3 separate regions of the Ovis aries genome follow, and regions 1 and 3 are each linked to region 2. A link is a contact called in public Hi-C data. All regions are on one chromosome and are shown on one strand. The core of a region is the stretch at or near the end of the contact, and the rest is flanking DNA. Distances in the headings are between cores, read along the strand shown.

The links. Hi-C and Micro-C count contacts between places; a contact is called where the count stands out from the background.
Region 1: a Hi-C map of blood shows a contact between it and region 2, with 2.0 times the contacts expected there. The contact joins the promoter of ARID3A here to the promoter of STK11 in region 2. A contact is called at or near these places in 5 of 16 Hi-C or Micro-C datasets (blood, hypothalamus, omental adipose tissue and 1 more).
Region 3: a Hi-C map of hypothalamus shows a contact between it and region 2, with 5 times the contacts expected there. The contact joins the promoter of WDR18 here to the promoter of STK11 in region 2. A contact is called at or near these places in 10 of 16 Hi-C or Micro-C datasets (blood, hypothalamus, mesenteric adipose tissue and 4 more).

Annotation. Positions count from the first base shown.
Region 1 is chr5:41,139,693-41,143,968 of ARS-UI_Ramb_v3.0, forward strand. It overlaps ARID3A (AT-rich interaction domain 3A), which reads left to right and starts at 2,181. Exons shown (of 9, transcript XM_060416438.1): 1 at 2,181-2,385.
Region 2 is chr5:41,328,683-41,333,351 of ARS-UI_Ramb_v3.0, forward strand. It overlaps STK11 (serine/threonine kinase 11), which reads left to right and starts at 2,046. Exons shown (of 10, transcript XM_027970177.2): 1 at 2,046-3,423. The coding sequence starts at 3,134.
Region 3 is chr5:41,179,424-41,184,048 of ARS-UI_Ramb_v3.0, forward strand. It overlaps WDR18 (WD repeat domain 18), which reads left to right and starts at 1,502. Exons shown (of 9, transcript XM_027970151.3): 1 at 1,502-1,723; 2 at 2,735-2,845; 3 at 3,906-4,039. The coding sequence starts at 1,564.

The sequences.
Region 1 (4,276 bases), core at 931-3,430, 190 kb before region 2:
GACCCCAGTTCCCTGACCAGGGATCAAACCTGGAACCCCTGCATTGGGAGTACAGTCTTAACTGCTGGACCATCAGGAAAGTCCCTTGGTGAACTTTTAAAAAGGTGCCCCTCAACCCTGAATGGAGGGCAGGATGAGTGTCTTGAGGGGCTCAGTGAGAATCAGGCTGGTTTTCACAGGTGGCCCACAAGCTGGTTTGGCCAGGAAAACTTACAGGGCTGGGGTACTCAGAGACCAGAGAGGGGTCCAGGCTAACCTAAAATCACACAGCCAGGACCAAGGTGCAGCCCATACCTGCTGCCTATCCCTGGAGGAACCAGCAAAACTGGGGTCAATTCCCAGCTAGCTCCCTGGGCTAAAAATAGGACCCCCTTCACTAAAGGCAGCTGGGAATCTTGCAGCCCCTTACCCTGCTGGGCCAGGCTCCTCTGGGAAGTTGCCCCCGGCTATGCAGTGGGGGGCTAGGCGGCACCCCTCCTGCCCCCCAGGAGACTCCCCTCCCTGCCCCCTTCCCTTTGACCAGAGGGGAATGAGATCCTCAAAACCACTGAAGGTGAAGTCGCTCAGTCGTATCCGACTCTTTGCAACTCCGTGGACTGTAACCTACTAGGCTTCTCAGTCCATGGGATTCTCCAGGCACTGAAGGAGTGAATGTAAATTGACCCATTTTAGAGAGGGGAAACAGGCACAGTGAGGCTCATCCTCCCGTGCCCGGTAAGGCAGGGCTTGCATCCTGACGTTTGGCTCTTTGGTGGAGGGGGTGCTTTCCTGCACTTTGGAACTGACCTGGGGCCTGGTCCTTAAAGGATAGCTTTCCTCCCCCAGCTCACCTGGGTCTCCAAACTTTCCTCTCTCCTGGGGCAGGGCAGTTTTGCCCCTCTGGTGGCAGGGGTGGTGAGGTAGGCAGCTGGGGGGTGGCTGTTTAATAGCTTCAAGGTGGAGGCCTCCCTGTCACCTGTTAGTAGGCTATAATGGCCCGGGGGGCTGGGAGGCTGGGTTCCGGAAAGGAGCAGGCAGAACTCTGCCTCTGACCACCCATCACGGATGGGGGTGGCTCCCTTGCACTGTCCCCTGGGTTTGGGAATCCCCCAGAGAGACGGGCCTCAATGGGGGTGGGTGATGTTGAGTAGGGGTAGGACCCTCAGAAGATGGCAATGCTGTCTGTTGTACTGGAGGGGCTGCACACACAACCCCCTCATCCCAACCACAACTCAAGATCAGGGACTCCAGTCCCTCCCCATAGGGGCCCTCTGGGTGGCCCCTGCCTGCCCTCCATGCTCTCACTTTGCTCTTATCTGGGCTGGAGCCTGGGACCCTGCGATTAGCTCCCAGGGGAGGCCTCAGGGGCTCACACCCCCAAGCCCCACCTTACCCCAACCTACTCTGGCCTCAGTTTCTCCTGCTGTCTGAAATGGGGACAGACGTTTGCACAAAAATGTGAACTTCATGCGTTGGGCACATGGCCGTGTGGCTGAGCGCTGCTCAGAAGATGGAAATTATTATTGAATTATGATTACCCACAAGAAAACCTTGTCTCTCCTTCTAGAAGGTGTGGGCAGTCAGGTTTCCAAGAGGAGGGGGCTATAGGGGGTGGGGTGTGGGGAGGGTAGGGGTCATCAGGACTTAGCGATGAGCCCTCCCAGGAATCCTGGACTCCTGGATGGCATCCCTCGGCTTTGCTAGTGCCGTGCCCACGGCTGGCAGCCTCTCCCTCTCCCAGACCCCCTTCCACCATGCAGCGCCCTCATCGCAGAGCCCTGGCCCCCTCCCACCGACCCAGCACTGCTCTCTTTTCCTGTCACCGCAAACCCTTTGTTTATCAAGTCTCTAATCCCCACTTTACAGACTTGGAAACCGAGGCACCACTCCTGGGGGTGAAGTCTTTAGCGCTAGTTGCTTAGTCCAAGGGACAGAGGCGAAACTCCGAGCCGAGTAGGTATATCCTCGGCGGTCGTTACAATAGGTAGAGGTCCCGGACCGAGCTCCTGTGCCCTAACCCCATCCATGCGGAGCCCCAACTTTCTCCCCTCCCTCTTCCCCTGGGTTGCTTCCAGCCCTTTCTGCCCCCTCGGTGTCCTGTACACTCTGGCCCGCGGAGAGCACATTACCGACCGTCCCTAGATAGGGGCGGGGCATACCGCGTCCCTGTTCCCCTTCCCTTTTATTATTTATTATCATTTAAAGGGGCCGCGACTTGAAAATTTCCGTCCACTCTGTCCCCTTTCCTAACACCCCTGGGCTCTTGGAGCGTCTTCGGACCAAGCGCGGGGGGCGAGGGGGTGTCTGGGAAGGGGGAGGGGGCCTTAGGAGAGCCCTCCCCACGTTCCGGGCCGCGGCGCTGAATCACCGGCGAGGTATTTGCATCTGAGAGCGATTTGTCACCCGGTGATTTGTCTGCGGGGCGGTGAGCGCGCCGGTGGGGGGGAGGGGAGGGGCGGGGGAGGCCGCGCGCGGGGAGACTTTTACCAATCGGGTCGGTGGGGGGTGTAGACGCGGACTCGGCAGGCGACTCGGTGAGTCGGCGCGCGGCACAAACCCGGCGGTGGCCGGGAGCCAGCAGCGCGCAGCTCGCGGCCCGGGCCGGAGGCCAGGCGCGGCCGGGGCAGGGCCGGACGCCAGGCGTGGGGCATGCGCCCCCCGAGCGGGCCCTGCGCCCCCCGAGCGGGCCCCGCGCGGTGAGGCTGGGGTAGTAGGTGGGCCGGCCTTTTAAAACGAGGGTTTCGTCCCGGGTGGGCGTCGCGCGCCCTGGAAGATAATGAGGGGGGGCTCCCTCAAAGTTGGTCAGGAACGTGGGTGCGGAAAGGCTACCCGAGTGGGTCGGAGTTGGGGCGATTTTCTCTTCGACGCCCTCGGAGCCCTCACCCCCTACCATATTGCGCGGGTGCGGGAGTGACCGGGGGTCGGGAGTGTGTGTGTCCCCCCCCTCCAGCGGAAGGAAATGGTCTTTAGGCGCGCGCGCGGGGGGCTATGGTCTGGGTTATTTCATTTATTGCCGCTGGAATCCGTGTTTTATTCTGGAGCTTCGAGGGGAGTGGGCGCGCTGGGTCGGGAGGGCAGTTCTCTGGTGACCCTCCTCAGCCTGGATGGTTTATTTATAAAGTGTCGGCTCTGGGGCAGAAAGGGGCCCCTGGCCGGGGAGGGGGGGAGGCTCTGCCCGAGCCCTAAATCTTTGGCGGGGATCCTCTGGAAAAGCCCCCTCCCTCTTTAAGTACCCCCCACATACAAAAGCGGGCGCAGGAAGCGCGGGGAGAGCGCGTTGGTCAATTCCAACGTTCCGCGGACCCGGGGTGGCCGGTTTGTCAATAATCTTCCGTTTTCAGTCGCCCGGCCCGCAGGGTTTGCCCCCCCGCCCCACCACCATGCAAATCGGTCGCTTTCCAAGAAGCCTTTGAAATCGGACTTGGGTTTCTGTCGTCTAATTTCTTCTCCCTCTTCAGTGTTTCTTTTCTCACTTCCTCCGGGCCACCCCCTCCGGACTCTCCTAGCCCCCTCCCCACCTTTCTGCCCCGCCCTCCCCCTCCTTTCCCCTCATGAAGTGAGGGCCCCCTTTCGCCACCCGCGGGGCCCAGCCTTGCACAACTCTTTAAATAACCATGTTTTGCAAGCCCTGGGCCGAGCTGGTGACCTCTCTCCGGGAGGCCTGGGAGGGGGGAGAGGGTGTGGCCTCAGATCCCTCCTTGCCGCCCCCCTCAGCCAGGTCCCAGCGACCCCCCAGCAGCCCCCTCCCATCCCAGCCCGGTCCCTGCCTGGGAATGCCTCTCCCCTGGGGTTGTCATAAAGTGGGGGTAGGGCCAAGGACAAAGGGCTCTTGCGGGGAGGGGTCTGGAGGGGTGGGCGTCCTCAGCCTAGGGTTAATGGCAGCCACGGTGGTGGGGGTGGCCAGGCCCAGGCCTAGAGGGGCTTTGGGGTTCCCACCTGCCCCCTCCACCAGCCCTTACGTGGAGTCCTGCACTGCTCCCCTCCCCCACCCGTGGACCCGGAAGGGTCATTAAACCCAGCAGGCCTGGGGGTGGTGGCTTGGGGGGGAGTGGCTTCCTTTGGCCTCTTCCTTCTGCCCCCCCAAAGGGAGGGGGCGATGCCCAGAGCGTTTCCGTGGGGAAGGGGGGCTCATCTTGGAAGTTGTCAATGGTGGGGGAGGGGCAGCAGACCAGACTAGACACTGGGTGAGAAATGTCCCCTCAGCACTTCTTGGGGCTGTGGGGGGACGGGTGACCGCCCATCCCCGGGGGTGGGGGCTGGGTGCTCTTCTGCTGCCTCTAAGGGCAGGCTGTGCTGG
Region 2 (4,669 bases), core at 796-3,295:
AGCCTCAGCCCCAGAGAGCTCCCAGTGCAGTTCCAGAGACTAAAGAAATATGGGAAAAGAAATATATAAATAAGATAATTTCTGCTGATGACAAGTGTTAAGAAGAAAACTAAACTTGAAAGGGGCTACATTCGAGGGAATGACCAGGAGGACTTCTTGGAGGTCACATCTGAGCCAAGATTTCACCTTCATGTTCTCTTTCTGCAATGGTCACCAAACATTTCCTATGTCCTTCCATGTGTCCTGCACATCAGGAGAGGGGTGGAGTGAAGGAGAGTGGGATGCCAAGATTATCAAATACCCCCAGATTCTAAGAAAGTTGGGCATAAGTCAGCAGTTAAAAACATAGAAAATACCAAAGGGAATTTGACTTGGGCAGTGTTGCCTCTTCTTCATTTTCTGCAAGATTGTTTAGAACCAATGTTATTTCTTCTTAAAATTTTTTTTAAAAAATTTTGGGGGGTGCCCTGGGTCTTCATTGTTGTTCATGGGCTTTCTCTAGTTGCATCAGAGTCGGGGCTACTCATTGTCAGGGGCTTCCCATATTGCAGAGCAGAGGCTCTAAAGTGCTGGCTCAGTTCTTGTGGCTCAGGGGGTAAGCTGCCCTGATGCATGTGGAATCTTCCTGGACCAGAGATTGAACTGGTGTCTCCTGTATTAGCAGGCAGATTCTCAATTAACCACTGGACCAGCAAGAAGTCCTTCCTAAAATGTTTGATGAAAATTCATGAATGAAAACATCTGGGCCTTAATTGCCTTTGTTGAAAGGTTTTTTCCCTACAGATTTAATTTCTCTAATAGATATAAGACTATGCAGATTATCTGTTTCTTCTTCATTGAGTTTTCATTTTAGTGACTTTTCAGGTGTTGGTCTATTTCCTATTGAATTTTGGGCATAGAGTTGTTCCTATATCTAATCCTTTTAGGTCACCTAGTTTTCTTGGTTAGTCTGGACAGTTTTAACAGTTGTTTTGATCCTTTCAATGAACAGTCTTTTGGCTTCATCAGTTTTCCTTGTGTTTTTTTTTTGTCTATTCTGTTTCATTGGTTTCTGCTCTGCTGTTTATGATTAAGGAAAAGGAATTTGGGGCTAATCTACATGTTTTGATTAGGGCTGGCTTGTATGTTGGTGTGATTTGTGGTCCCCCCGCCCCCAAAGCCACAGCAATCCGCTTTCTGTGGGTCTTTTGAGAATCTGATGAAAGTCCTAGATGTCCCCAAGAACACACACAAGGACACACTCAATTTCACGCATAGATTTAGGCAGTCCACAGGTGTCAGGCTCAAAACTCGCAGCCTGGAGCCCAAATCTGATGGTGTCAGACAAGCAGTTTGTTCTGGCAAAATAAAAAGTGATAAAAAACAGACAGGTAGAAAAACCCCACAGGCCCGGAGGAATTTTCAATTTCATCAAGCCCTAGTATTTTACCATCTCTGTATTTTTCATCCAAAGCACTTTGCTGGCACTATGCCCCGTGAGATTCTTTAGGGTAGAGACGGTCCAACGCACTTCTCGCCCCGTCTGGCCTGAGAAACGCTTAATAAAGGCTTTCTGCCTTCAATTGGCCACTTTCGGCTACTTTTTGACCCTTGACCTCGCTTCAAACGAGATTTCGGGGGACAGGCCCTAGCAGGCGCCCACCAGCATCTGTTAGCCGCATCCGGGCCAGCGAGGGCTGCGCTGCCCCGACTCCCGGTTCCGAGGTGACCCTCGGCCTTTGCGAACTCCAACCCCAGCCTTCAACCCCTCCCAGGTCAACGCCACAGCCTCACCTCCCAGCGCCTGCTTCCCGCCCCCTCCACTTGACGGGCGTCTCCGCGGGCCAATGAGCGAGCAGTAACCACCCCTGGGACGGGGCCGAACGAGAACCAATCCCCGCTCCGGGGCCCGCCCGGGTCCAAATGGCCCAATGGGCGGTGGCGGTAGGGTTCGCTGTGGGGGCGGTGCTGGTAGGTTTGGCCAACGGGCGTGCACGTCGGCGCCGCGGGGGGCGGGCCCGCGGCGGGCGTGCGGCGGAGAGGCGGCGCAGGGCGGGGGAGGAGGTAAACAAGATGGCGGCGGCGTGTCGGGCGCGGAAGGGGGAGGAGGCCCGGGGCGCCCGCGACTGAGGCGGGGCGCGGCGGTAGCGGCGGCGGGCGCCGGCCGGCAGAGCGGCCGCCTTGCATGGGCTGGGCCCCCGCGCCGCCCCGCCTGCTCCACGCGCGCGGCGGCCGCGGCGCGATACGCGCCGCCCGGGCCCCGGCAGCCCCGGGAACCCCGGTCCGGGGCCTGCGGCCTGCGCCGCCTGGGCTGCCCGGAGCCCCGCGCGCCCCACTGTCCGCGACCGACGGCGTTCGGGCGGAGAGCGATCGAGGGCTGCCGTTTGGGGCGGGGCGCCCGCCGGGCCCGCGCGGTCGCTTGGTGTCCCGGGCCGGTGTGCGGGCGCCCGAGCGGCGGCTGGTTCGGACGAGCCTTACTCTTTGCAGCCGGCGGGCCCCGGGCAGCTCCGGCGCTGGCGGGAGCCGGCCGAGCTGGACGAAGGTGCCCCGCGCGCTCAGGATACGCACCTGCTGGCGTCTCAGGCGCCCCAGACGGCGGGAGACGCCCCCGAGCTGCGCGCCCTGCTCCCGGCAAAGCTCACCTGCCCAGCTCCGGGAGCCCCAGAGCTGGCCTGCGCGGGGCCCCGGGCGCGCGCCATGGCCCGCTGGTAATGGACGGAGCGGAGAAGACTCGGCCCGGCCGCGTCCGTGTTCGTTCGAGGGTCTAAAGTCCCTGGAGGATGACCTAGCACTTCCCAGCCCCACCGGCCTCCCGAGGGCCCCCGTGGACGCGCCTGCCCGCCCCAAAGCTCCGAGGTCGGGCGGCCCCCAAACTTGGGACGCTGCGCACGCCCGCCTGCCCGGGCTCTGGACCAGCCGCGCCTTTTGAACTTACGTTCAGTACAATCGTTTCTTTTCCAAGAGGGTTTTCCTTTATTATTATTATTTTTTTCCTCTCTTATTTTTTCGATTTTGTTGACTTTATATTTTGGAGAAGGGAATTTTGAGGTGGGACGGAGGTGGGGAGAAACAAAAGGAAGAACCGCTCGCTCCCCGTGAAGTTCACAAAGGGGATAAGGGACCGCCTGCCGGAGTCGGAGGCCTGGAGTTCAGGATGGAGGTGGCGGACCCGCAGCAACTGGGTATGTTTACAGAGGGCGAGCTGATGTCGGTGGGGATGGACACATTCATCCACCGGATCGACTCCACCGAGGTCATCTACCAGCCCCGCCGCAAGCGGGCCAAGCTCATCGGAAAGTACCTGATGGGGGACCTGCTGGGGGAGGGGTCGTACGGCAAGGTGAAGGAGGTGCTGGACTCGGAGACATTGTGCAGAAGAGCCGTCAAAATCCTCAAGAAGAAGAAGTTGCGGAGGATCCCCAACGGGGAGGCCAACGTGAAGAAGTAAGTGCGGGCTTCCTGGGTGGGGACGCGCGCCGCAGGGCGGTCCCCTTCTTCCCCCTTCCCTCCCTTCCTCTTCCCTTCTCTCGGTTACTTTCTTCCGTCCGAGTCGACCAGCCAGAAAGAGTCCTGGGCATCTCTTGGGGGACTTCGGTAAAGTCAGGATCGCTCGTTGCGGCTGGGCGTCCTGCCCTCGCAGCTGCTGCGGGGCCCTCCTCGGAAGGGGGCGCCCCTCTCTCCCTGTGCCCTCTTAGCTGTCCGGAGGGCTCAGATAACCGGCGGAGGCGGCCAGCGTTGGTTTAGCTTCGGAAAACCAAAAGCAGTTGGGTTCCGAAAGGGCTCTGTCTGCCGCCGGCAGGTTTCCTCCTAGCGTGAGGCTGTTACTAGGGCCGGAACACGCCATTTGTTTACCCTGTTGGAGGGCGAAGCTGCGGTTGCCAAAAATAATTGTTTGCACCGGTTTATCAGTCTGCAGGGGCGAACTTGGCCCTTTCTCACTCGCCTGGGATGTGCCACAGGACACATCCACGATTTGCAGGCTCGGTGGCTTCTGAGAAGTGGGGGTCGGCTTGTGTCCAGACAAACTTTTTACACAGATTTTTTTCCCGCGCCTGTCTGGCCATAGGCATCCCCAAGGCGGTGGGAGCCCTGCCTCCGTCCTTTTTGCTGGTTCTGGGAGGGGGCACCCTTTCCTTATCTCTGCTGCCTGGGGATCCCACCCTACCCCAGCCCAGGGCTCTATCTAATGGGCCAGGCGGCAGGACTGGCTGGTGACCTTGGCCGGTCCTGGGAGTGCTGCTCCCTGATCACTCTCACCCCTCCTCCCAGCCCCCCTGCTCTCCGGGCAGTTTGACAGTGAGTGCCCAGCTGCCTCTGTCTGCTGTGGGACACCTGGAGAGCAGGGCAGTGGGGCCAGACCGGCTGCGGACCGTGTCCCAGCCACGGACCCCCAGCAACGGCAGGACCAGGCATCCCAGGGCCAGCCCAGCCAGTTCTCTGTGCCCATCTGCCACCTGCGTGGTGAGGGTTAGGCAGGGGCCACTAGTGTCCTGGGTGAGACAGGCCAGGGGACAGTGGGTGCCAGTGCCCTCCTGCAGGCTAAGTTAGGCCACACTTCTGATCCAATCCCCACTCCCTGTTTCTCTGAGTCACCTTTTCTCCTTAATCCAGAAGTGTATGGGGGAGAGGTGACCCTCAGGCTGCCAGTTGGCCACCACTGCGGTTTGAGGGGCAGTGGGCTTCTGGATGC
Region 3 (4,625 bases), core at 252-2,751, 150 kb before region 2:
CTCAGTTTCCCCTTTTGGAAGCTTCTGGAGATTTGGACACTCACCTCTCTCCAATTTACAGAAGTCCTTCAGTTTCACATTCCACACCCCTCCCCCCAACTTCCCTAGGATAAAATAAAACTCAGGTCCCCATGTCCAGCTCCCCCCTCCACGGTCAGCCTCAGGGCCGTTGTTCTCGCGTCTGTCCCTCTTTCCTTCAGGACACCTGTTCAGGGAAGCCCTTCCGACCGATCAGGCCGGTACCCCCTGACATCCCCTGACGCCCGCCCCCCCCCCCCCCCCCCCCCCCCCCCCCCCGCCCCTCGCCCCTTGGTTGCTGCTTGTTGCTGTTGGCCTCCCGGGCTTGGATCAACTCCCTCCGGCATCTCGGTGAGTGGCTCGAGACTGCCACCTGGCGGCCGGCCCTGGGCCTGCGGAGTCCCCGGCTCCGGCGCCGCCTGTTCTCCAGGAAGGCCCCCTCCTCCCCTCTCCTGCCCATCCTCTCCTCCTAGATCGCGCGGCGGGGTTGGGGAACATACACAGCACCCAGTCCCCATATTGCTTCTGGGTACACCGCCCAGGACAGGCATGAGACTACGACTTTTGAGCGAATTCTCCCTTTTCAAAGGTTGGCAACTAATTCCCTATTTTAAATGTACTGTTTGCGGACACAGCCTGCAGCCGGCAGCTCTGACGCGAGGTTCAGTGCTCCCTAGACTTCACGATTTGTTCCACCTGCACAAAGTTGCTGAAATTAAAATGTGGGTTTTGTGGCCCCCTAAGAAGCGAGGTCCAGGGGGAGGTGGACCGTAGGTCCACGAACACACATCTAACTGGCTATGTTTTGAACGCCAGCTACATGTTTTGTTGGGGTTTCCCTGGTGGCTTAGCCGGCAAAGAATCTGTCCGCAATGCAGGAGACATAGGTTCGACCCCCGGGTCTGGAAGATCCCCTGGAGGAGGGAATGGCAACCCACTCCAGTATTCTTGCCGGGGAAATCCCATGGAAAGAGGAACCTGGTGGTCTACAGCCCATGGGGTCGCAGAGAGTCGGACACGACTATCACTACCTGTTATGTTAGGAGCGTAGCCTGTTTTACGTGCAATGTCTCGATCCTGTGAGGTCGGTACTCAGTATTTGCACAATTAGAAGAAGAAGAGTAATCTGCGAAGTTGCGTGCTTGGCCAAAAGTGGCCAGTGCAAACGGCCAAGCCAGACCTCCAGGCTCTGAAGCTACTAACTGCTCTCAGGAGACTCTAGGCCTTGGTTTCGCCATCTATTTTTGGAAGAAGTATCCTTCTAAGAGCTCTAACCAGGCGGTGCACCCCTTATTTTTCGCGGAGCCGGAAGATAACTCAGCCTGGTTCATAGGACAGCCCCCCAAGCCACCTGCCCGCGCCCAAGGCGTGTGCGCACGCGCAGGGCAGCCGGCCGCGGTGAGCCGGGCAACCTGTGCGCCGCTCTAGCCGGCACGGCGCAGTCGCCCGCGTCTCGCTGATGATGACGCACGTCCGGGGCGGTGGAGAAGGCAAGATGGCGGCGCCCATGGAGGTAGCCGTGTGTACGGACTCGGCGGCCCAGTTATGGAGCTGCGTTGTGTGGGAGCTGCACTCTGGCGCCAACTTGCTCACGTACCGCGGAGGCCAGGCAGGGCCCCGCGGCTTGGCGCTACTCAATGGCGAGTACCTGCTGGCCGCACAGCTGGGCAAGAACTACATCTGCGCCTGGGAGCTGCAGAGGAAGGTGCGGCGGCGTGCTCCTGGGCGCCGTTGGCGAGCTGCGCTGCGCTCAGGGGTCGGGGGAAAGGGCGGTGGAGGCTACATGGACCTTGAGCCGGGGTAGGAGTGGGTAGTCCCGTTAAGGTGTTTTGCGCACGCGCGGGCCTGGGTCTTTTGGGGGAAGGTAGGGAGTCGCGCGCTCGTAGTGATTGCGAGCGGCTAGGGCGCTGCGCGCACACGCCGAGCTGAAGGTGGACAGCTGCTTCGGGGTGGGGGTGGGGTTGTAGCGGTGCGCACGCGCACAAGGAGCGCCGGGGGTGGGTCCCTTGGGGGCCCTGCGCGGGAGCGAGCGGGTTAGGCGAGAAATTTAGTTGAAAAGTATTTGCACTAAGGGTTCCGTCGGTATCCTGAGCTTGGAGGCTGAAGGTCCGAGGCATGAGGGAGCCCGCTGAAGGGTGACTCAGGAGCCTAGTGCACTTATCGTTCTCAGAGACGCCACCTTTGGCCATTAGGGCCCATGATTAGAGAAACTTAAAAATACAGCCCTTGACGTTGCTTGCTGCCTGCTTTTGCCAGCTAACATCTCTTTGGATGGGTTCTGTGTTCTGGCTTTTCCTGGTGTGGTCCACACACACACTTGAGGAGAAGTTCCATTTTAAAGATCTGGAAACCCAGGCTCAAGGTCCCAGGCGACACTTTAGTGGGGATTCAGGACTAGGGCAAAAGCTGAGTGGCCTTTGGCTCCTCCTGGACCCTCTGTGCCTTCTCCACCCGAACACCCGGGTGTCCCTCTGACCCCCAGTCCAGAGAGGTGCTGTCTTGCTTTGAAGGAGATTCCACAGGCCTCCACCCCCACAATGCATAGCATCAATTGAAGTAGATCCCTCTTTGCTGAACCATGGATTTGCTCAGAGTATCCCATCCCCCGCTTCCCTCCCCACCCCCACCTTCTTTCTACTCCTGGACTTACCAGCTGTCTCCTGCCCATTCCCTAGCTTCCTCCCCGATGAAACTCAGAGGCCTGTTCTGTCTCTAGGACCAGCTTCAGCAGAAGATCATGTGCCCAGGACCAGTCACCTGCCTCACCACATCGCCCAATGGCCTCTACGTTCTGGCAGGGATCTCAGAGAACATATACCTGTGGGAGGTGAGCCCAGGGACTCAGAAACACGAGGGTGAGCTCAGCCTGTTGGTGGGCTGCTGGTCAGACCACTGAACGGTTTGTCACTGACAGGCTGTTGTGTTTGGGGGGACACTCACCTCCCTTCCTGCGCATAGTGCAGTGTCCAAGGTCCCAGGACAAAGCCTTTCCTGACCCCTGCCCGGCAACCAGTTGCAGAGAGGAGAGGGAGCTGGCAGTCTCACTTCCAGCTCTTAAACCTCACTTTGCGATTCTGAAACTAGGAAGCCTTGCCCAAGTGCAGGGAGAGAAACTGAGGCACTCACCCTTTGGTAGACATCCTCCTCTGCTGTGGTCAGGCCAGTGCAGGGAGTGTGGGCAGATTTTAGCAGCTGGTTCACCATCATTAGACGGCTCCAGTGGCTCGCCAGTGGTTGGCCCTTCTTGATGGGGGAACAGTCTGGGGTCCATCTCCCCTGCAGGTGGAGGCTGCCTGGCCTAGAGGACCCACCCTCTAGGAGAATTCCTGGCCAGCGTGCATCATGACCACAAGGGGGCGCCCCACAGGGCCACTCTGGCTTGGGCTCTGACTCCTGTACTCTGTGGACCTTCTCCCCTCCCCTCTGCGGATGAGTGCCTGGGTGTCTTTGTCCAGGTGTCCTCACAGAGACAGTGGTCACCTCACTCCCCTGTCACTTATCTAAATGGATTGTATTTCCAAAGACTATATTCAAGTGAGGTCACAGGTTTTGGAGGTTGGGGTGTGGACACGTTTATCTGGGTGATGAAGTTCATCCTACCGCAGCTTCACTGCCCTCTCACCCCTGCCCAGCCCTTCCCTGGTGTCCCTGCCACCAAGGGCCTCCTCTCCTGCAGCCCAAGCTCCCCCATGGTTCCCAGCAAGAGCCCCACCCCCACATCAGAAGGTGGTCACTTGCGGTTGTGACCAGTGCCACCCCTTCGCTCAGAAGGCAGTCGCTTGCAGCTGTGACCGGCTTGTCACAGGAGCTGCGAAGCCCTGGTGCAGGGGCCATGGGGGTAGGCTCTCCCCGCAGGCTCCCCACCAAGCCAGTGCCTGTCCTCCCAGGTGTCCACAGGGAACCTTCTGGTCATCCTGAGCCGCCACTACCAGGACGTGTCATGCCTGCAGTTCACGGGGGACAGCAGCCACTTCATCTCAGGGGGCAAGGACTGCCTAGTGCTGGCCTGGAGCCTCTGCAGGTAGCACCATGGCCCTGGTGGCTGCTTGTCCAGCTGTGACTCTGGGCAGGCAAGGCCTTGACCATGAGGGCGGGAAGCAAAGGGCTCCGGGTCAGGCGGGCTGGTACCAGGAGGACATGGGGCCGGGTTGCCACCTGGAGATGAGGTGAGGGCGTGGAGATGCCCGCTGAGGTCTGCCCACCCCCTCCCCAAGCGTGCTGCAGGCAGACCCCTCCCGGACCCCTGCCCCCCGGCACGTCTGGTCTCGCCACACCCTCCCCATCACAGACCTGCACTGCGGCTTTGGGGGGCCCCTAGCCCGGGTGGCCACCGCCTCGCTGGACCAGACAGTGAAGGTAGGACCCTCACCCTGCCACGTCCCCCGCAGTGGATGTGAGCCGAGCCCAGCTGGCGAGTTCCTGGCCCAAGGGAGAAAGCACATAATGTCCTCCTCCAAGCCAGCGGCTCCAGACAGCTCTTGATCCCCTGACACTTCCAGCCTCAAGGACGGCCAGAGGGTGGACAGTCTAGGCCTGTGTCAGCTTGGAAATTCCCATTTGGCCACTGCTCCTGGCAGCTCCTGATCAAGCCTTAGGGGATTCAAGGG